Regions from separate parts of the Mus musculus genome. Here region 1 is linked to region 2. Evidence: chromatin contacts called from public Hi-C data. All regions are on one chromosome and are shown on one strand. The core of a region is the stretch at or near the end of the contact, and the rest is flanking DNA. Distances in the headings are between cores, read along the strand shown.

What was found. A called contact is a pair of places that touch in the nucleus more often than the background predicts.
Region 1: a Hi-C map of the N1E-115 cell line shows a contact between it and region 2, with 2.5 times the contacts expected there. The contact joins the promoter of Slc6a12 here to the enhancer-like site in region 2. A contact is called at or near these places in 10 of 39 promoter capture datasets (the 3T3-L1 cell line, 3T3-L1-derived adipocytes, the C10 cell line and 6 more), 5 of 484 Hi-C or Micro-C datasets (B cells, the Ba/F3 cell line, the G1E-ER4 cell line and 1 more) and 1 of 9 other capture datasets (embryonic stem cells).

Annotation. Positions count from the first base shown.
Region 1 is chr6:121,341,317-121,344,632 of GRCm38.p6, forward strand. It overlaps Slc6a12 (solute carrier family 6 (neurotransmitter transporter, betaine/GABA), member 12), which reads left to right and starts at 1,258. Exons shown (of 16, transcript NM_001381903.1): 1 at 1,258-1,300; 2 at 1,734-1,789.
Region 2 is chr6:120,975,269-120,978,914 of GRCm38.p6, forward strand. All of the region lies in intron 20 of Mical3 (microtubule associated monooxygenase, calponin and LIM domain containing 3), which reads right to left. The region is part of intron 1 of Gm43915 (predicted gene, 43915); the gene reads left to right. Among named protein-coding and RNA genes, the nearest start is that of Gm43915, 18 kb to the left of the region's middle. Within about 2 kb of position 2,018, at least 123 of the 459 cell types and tissues checked have an H3K27ac peak or open chromatin away from gene starts, as enhancers often do. A contact at or near this core is called in B cells, the Ba/F3 cell line, the N1E-115 cell line and 3 more, where this site is marked.

The DNA of each region.
Region 1 (3,316 bases), core at 8-2,507, 370 kb after region 2:
GGCAGAAGGGCTGCCAAAGCCGGCTCTTTTGTTTTTTGTAGACCCTGGTATCTCCTGTGTAAGAAACAGCAGAGCAGTGTGTCTCTCAACCTTCCTAACGCTGTGACCCTTTAACACAGTTCCTCATGTTGTGGTCGCCCCTAACCATAACATTATTTTCATTGCCACTTCGTAACTGTAGTTTTGCTGTTATCAATCGTAATGTAGATATCTGATATGCAGGATATCTGATGTGTGACCCACAAAGAGGTCACAATGCACAGGATGAGAACTGCTGTACTGGAGGTCATGATGGTGGGCCCAGCGTGCAGGCATAGAGCAGACCCAGCAGGCAGGGCAGGTTGCACCATGCCAGCTGGGCACGGGGGTGAGAAGTGGGCAGCTTGCGGCAGACCGTGACTCTTTTCCCTCCAGAGCTGGTCCCCAGCTTGTAAAGGCCAGACTCATTCTGGTTTTCCTTGATGGGCAACAGAGGCCAGGGGGGACCTGAGGGATGGTGAGTGGGGTGCCAATGGAAAATTACAGACCGCCAATCTCACTTCACACCCTCCACTGTTAAGACATTTTTTAGCAGATAAAGGGGAAGTCCACACAAAGGGAAATTTCCCTTTCTCCCCACAACTTCCCCTGTTTCCATCCCACTCGGCATTGAAGAAACATCTTGATGTTTCCAGAGGCCACAGGCTTTTTCGTATCCATGCTGTGAAGACTTGCCCAGAGAACCCTGTTTTGGAAAAATCCTCCCATCATTGCTGAGGGCACACACATTCCCCATGGGTGTGCACACTTGACAGCCGCCAGGCTGTTCCGGAGGAGTCTTTGGTTTGTGGTGCTGTGCTGGGCAGAATCTGAGTATCTGGATCCCAGAACCCCCACCGGAGCCTGCAACAAATACTGACAACTGTCCTTAAGAACCTGTGATTTTCCCAGCACAGCCATGTTGACTTTAACCCTCCACAGCAACCTTGAAAAGCACCCATTATCCACCTTTCCAAAGCGGGAAACTGAGGCTCAGAGTCTTCCTTGGCTGGGAGACCATGATAAGGGTCTGGGTGGGTGGGCTGAACCTTGGATCCTATTTGCATTTGCCTTCCTGGGATATGCAGGCTCTGGAGACTTCTCTAGGAAAATCCCAAGGAGAAGGCAGTGGCTGGGAAGGTCTCGAGCTTTGCAGGTACTTGGTGGAAAACTCCAGTCTGTGATTCACCCTCCTCCCATGCCCTCGTCACTGAGGCCAGCTCCCCTCCCAAGGTCCTCAGTGTCCAGCCTGAAAGTTGGTGGCTCCCATCCCACTGCTCTGGTAAGAGGGGCTGTACCTTGCCTAAGAAGGAGCCGGTAGTTGGGGTGGAGGTGAGGATAAGGGCGAAGGGCCAGGAGCAGGAGGAGAGAGGTCAGGGAGGTAGGGCTGCCTGAGGCAGCTGTTCAACAAGGTTCTGGGGGCTTCTTCTGGATAGTGCCCACTGGGAAGACACTAGTCAGGAGTGAGGGGCCCTGAGGGGACAGAGAGACAGGGTCATGAGGTTTCGTTCCCTGAGGGTGGATGGTGTAATCTAGGCTTATAGACTTCTCAATCTCTCTTGTTGCTTGTGGTATTTTGTCCCTTCACTTTCTACAGCCCCCCTTCCCTGGTCTGGCCATCCGTCTCAGGACCACTGGGTGGGTGGGGCTGTGGCGGGAGGGGGGGTTGGGGGGGGGAGGAGCAGGAGTACTGAAGGTGAGAATTCCTCTTCCAGGTCTGGAGACGCTTACTCATTCTGGAGCAGGAGTTCTAGCTGGGCTGAGAGACCAGGTGAGTGGGAAGAGCATGCGCAGAGCGCGCAGTCTGGTTATCATAGCCTCTGTACCCCTGAGTCTGGAGAGCTGAGGCTCAGGGCAGAGGCAAGACCCAGCAGAACTGTGTGTCTGGGCAGGAAGCAGGGAGCTGCGGTCCCCTGAGGCCACAGGGAGTCTGATGCCATCCTCACTAGCCACATAATGAAATTGCTCAGGGACAAGCCCCAGTAAGTAAGGAGAGTTCACAGATGGGGAACTGGCCCCGAGGAGGCGGGCCATCTGCCTGCCAGGGGAGGGCAGTCAGTTTTCAGAGCTAGGAAGGGTGAGTGGATGGATCTGGAACTACCTTCACAGGTTGGGGGCGCCTGCCTCTTGGTCAGCTAGGGCTAGAGCAGAAAGCGGGGCACCAGCTTGGGTGGGACTGGGTCTGAGGAGAGGGAGCTGGAGAAGATGTGGGCTGCCACTGTGGAGGGCAGCTGCCTACCAGGTGTGAAGGGCTACGAGCAGCCAGGCTTTGGGGCCATGCACACAGGTATGTGTGTGCAGAGGGACGTGACGGAATGGCATCGGTGTGTTCAGGGGTGGGTGCTGGTATGTGGGTATGGGCTGAAGTGGGACTGGGTCTCTTTCGTTTAGGGAAGGGAGCGGTGGTGCCTGGGTTGAACCCTAGCAGTATGTGGGGCGGGGAGGGTTTCTGGAGGTGTTTCCTAGAACCAGAGTGGGCTTCCATCTAATCTGTCCAGCTCCTGAGGAGAGAGTTAAGACTGTACTTGCTGGTCCTTTGAAGACAGAACCCAGGATTGGCTCAAGGGCACCCAAGTATGGTGAAGTCCCTCCCCTTCCCCTTGCTCAGCCTAGCAAAGCGGGTGGACAGCCTGCAGAGGAGATCTGTAGCTGTGGAGGTAACAGAGCTTGCGAAGGGGAACGAGTTGTCCTTGCTGTCACAGAATCATTCCTAGCAAACAGACTAGAGGTGGGGCGGGGGGGAGGGACCCTGGGGGCCGAGGCTGTGTTTTTGAATTTATTTGCTGTTGGTGTGGAGCTGGGCTGGGCTGGAACTTTACTGTCCTGCTTCGATTCTGAGATCTGGAGTTCTCACGCAGATGATATTCACTATCTGACCCATAAGAAGAATAGAGAGAAAAGGGGCCCTGTGCAGCGTGTTTGTACGGCTAACGTTCTCCTGGACATTCCTTCCCCTAGTCTAACATAGCTGTCCAGTGCTGTGGTTTCAGCCCTCTCTCCTCCCTGCTCACCGTGGCTCTGAGCCACCTCTCCTTTTGCCTGCCTTTGTTTTTATTCTGTGGTTCCACTCTTCCTCTCGAAAACGTTTTAAAGAATTTTTATTTGTTTATTTTTATGTGTCTGAATGTTTTGTGTGTGTCTCTGCACACTACATGTCTGGCGACTGAGGGAGCCAGAAGAGGAGTCCCCTGGGACTGAAGTTACAGGCAGTTATGAATCACCATGTGGGTGATGAGAGTGGAACCTGGATCCTCTGTAAGAGCAGCCAGTGCTCTTAACGGCTGATCCATCTCCCCAT
Region 2 (3,646 bases), core at 768-3,267:
AGTTAAGAGACTTTTAATTGTAAAAAGACTTTGGATTTTAAAAGAGATGAATATTTTAAAGAGACTGAAAATTTAAGAATATGTAAAGACTGTGGGGCTTTAAAAGTTATTTAGATCTTGGGGATGAATAAGAATGTAAGGGTTGAGGCTTACTAGTGATGTGTTTGTGTGTCAAGTTGACAAGGGGTCAATTGTATTGGTTAGTTCTGTGTCAACTTGACACAGCTGGGGTTATCACAGAGAAAGGAGCTTCAGTTGAGGAAATGCCTCCATGAGATACAACTGTCAGGCATTTTCTCAATTAGTGATCAAGGGGGAAAGGCCCCTTGTGGGTGGGACCATCTCTGGGCTGGTAGTCTTGGGTTCTATAAGAGAGCAGGCTGAGCAAGTCAGGGGAGGCAAGCCAGTAAAGAACATCCCTCCATGGCCTCTGCATCGGCTCCTGCTTTCTGACCTGCTTGAGTTCCAGTCCTGACTTCCTTGGTGATGAACAGCAGTATGGAAGTGTAAGCCGAATAAACCCTTTCCTCCCCAACTTGCTTCTTGGTCATGATGTTTGTGCAGGAATAGAAACCCTGACTAAGACAGTACCCAAGGAGCTGAAGGGGTCTGCAACCCTATAGGTGGAACAATACGAACTAACCAGTACCCCCAGAGCTTGTCTCTCTAGCTGCATATGTTTGGCCATCATTGGGAAGAGAGGCCCCTTGGTCTTGCAAACTTTATATGCCTCAGTACAGGGGAACTCCAGGGCCAAGAAGTGGGAGTGGGTGGGTGGGGGAACAGGGTGTGTGTGGGGGTATAGGGGACTTTTGGGATAGCATTTGAAATGTAAATGAAGAAAATACCTAATAAAAATTGGAAAAAGTTTAAAAATAAAAACAAAGAAACAAAGAAATGAGGCCGCATTCTGTCTTATTGGCTGGTGACCTCTCCCAGGCATGCACTGATGTCTCTACTGCAGTCTGTGTACGCTTAACCCCACCCCGCCTCCGTTCTAGCAAGTTCGTCATTAATGATCCTTTTCCAGCTGCAACAGGGCCTAGCCTTGAGCACGACAGCTTCCAGCGAGTTCTGAGTATCTTAAACAGCCGACTCCCCTGAGGCTGTGGTCTTCAACAGGCAGGCCGTGCTGTGCCTGTGTCTCGGGCGGGGTGAAGGCTAGAGCTCCTGGGCTGACTTTACTCTGTTTATTCATGCTCACATCTCATTCATTCGTGAGTTCTTCCCCCCCCCCCCCCCCCGCCCCCCGGAGGCAGAGTCTCACTATGTAGCCCAGGCTGGCCTGAATCTTCAGTCCTCTTGAGCGTTGGGGTTATAGGTGTGTACTATAGCTCAAAGAATGCTCTGAGACCTGCCTCAACTAACTAACTCAGCCAATGGACTCACACTCTCAGTTAAGATAGACCAGTCTTCTATTTATATTGTCCTCTCTGACTACTGGGCATGGCAAAGGTGACCCAGGAAAGACCGTGCATATCGTAATGTGTGTATTGGGGGGTGTGTGTGGCAGAGACCTGGGAGAAGTGGCTTAAAGTGTAAACCTAAGAATCTGGTTGGGCATGGTGGCGCATGCCTGGAATGCCAGAAATTGGTGGGCAGAGACAAGGGACACTGCATGTTCAAGGCCAGCCTGGTCCAGGCCAGCCAGGGTTATAGAGTGAGACCATGCCGCAAAACACACAAGGATAGAGGAAAAATAAGAAAAAACTGCAGAAAGCTCGGCACTTGAATTCTGAACGCATCCATCACTGGCTTCCGGGTGCTCATTAGCCTCCCTTGTTAATGAAATGCGCTGTCAGCTGCTTAGCACTGCTCAAATCTGAAGGGAGGCCATGGAGACTTCTGCACTCATCTTAAATTCTCTGTCCCTCCACCTCAGTGTGCCCTCGGATTGTCTAGACAGGCTGGGAGGGACCGTGTCTGACGTCCCAAGAGAGGGGCTGGAGTGCAGCCTGACCTCGCCCAGGCTATGTTATTAGGATGGCTGTGCTGGACATGATTCAGGGTGATGAATACGTCCCTCTGTGATGAAGACAATGAAGGTCCATGGCTGTTAGTGCCACGCCAGCTCGTTTTATGACAGCTCAGAGGCTGTGAGAGCCAAAAGGTCAGCTCCACCCCCCCCCACCCCACCCCCTCTAGTGGCTGTAAGCATAAGCATTTGCTTTTTTTTTTTTTTTTTTAAAGATTTATTTATTATTATATGTAAGTACACTATTGCAAGAGGCCTTTCTGTTTGTTTCTGCACAGCAGCCTCCCTAACTGCAGGAAGGACAGAGACAGACCCACAGGAGCTAGTAGAAACTTTCTTCAGGCTACCTCTACCATGGGACCTTAGGGGCTAACTGGAGGGTTGCTGGGCTCTCACACCACACAAGATTCACGGTGTAAATCCAGGACCTCACGCACGCCTGCCAAGCACGGAACCACTGAGCTACATTCAGCCTCAAGGCTCACGTTAGATCTCCTGGTTTACGCAGGCGCCTGAGCCTTGCTGGGGTCCTGCCTGGTCTGTTGAGGCTGGAGGGGAGGAACCAGCACAAGGGTGGGACGGCTGCCTTGAACTACAGCATGGACATTTTGTAAGTGAGGAGGGTCCACACAGAAGCAAGTTCCAACAAAAACATCCACCTTCCTTCTTCCTAGCAAAGGGAAACAGTCTTCTAGGAGGGATGGGGACCAGGAGGCCTAGGTAGGAGAGGAAGAGGTTAAAGGCCCACCTAAGTCACATAGTGTGTTTAAGGCCAGCCTGGGCGACTGAGTGAGGCTCTATCTCACAATAGAAAGATAAAAAGAGGACTGGGAGTATGATTCAGCTCGGAGTGCCTGCCCAGCACGCGAGAGCCATGGGTACTTCCTGTGAAGGCCCCTTTCATACTTCAGGGGACTTCCTCGGTCTCACTCCCCTGGCCGCATGACCACTCAGCTGCACAGCTCCAGCTTACGGCTGAGCGTGTCTAAGGCACAGGATTTCCAGCCCCGGGCCCAGCTCTTCAGTGCTTCCTCCAGACCTCAGCATCGACTCAGAACCAGCAGCTGTCAGGGCAGCATGTGTAGGAATTTAGTTCAGACGCACAGCTCTGAGAAGACAGACCTCAAAAGGGCTCTATGTCAATTCCCACGGGTCCTCTCTGCCCTGACTTCTTTCCCTCCCCGCTCTGTTTCTCTCTCCTCCTCCTGAGCCTTCTATAGTCCAGGCTGGCCTCAAATTCGCTACGTAGCAAGAATGACCTTGAACTTCAGTGCTAGACTAATCGAGCCACATCCTCCGCTCCCTCCCCCCATGTTTGGGGTGGGGGAGGCGGACAGGAAACAGAGAATGGCTTTGACTCTGAGGTTAAGCTTCTCCCATTCAGGGGCTGCAGTCTCCTCTGCCACACCCCTGGGTCCCACTGACCCTGACAACATGTGCTGCCAAGCAGGGGGCGGGGGGGGGGGGCAAAGAAGGCACATGTGTGTCATCCAGGACCCGTGCCCCTCGCTGCCTCTGTTGGAAGAGGGGCTAAAGCCAGAGGTAAGGGAACACAGGGATTCCTGTCCAGTCATGGTCTGCTTGGAGAGCAGCCCTTCCTCTCTTGGTGCCATCCACTTTGGGGAGTCCTCTGAAACCTTAACTGTCCTATTGCAAAAGGTACACGTTCTC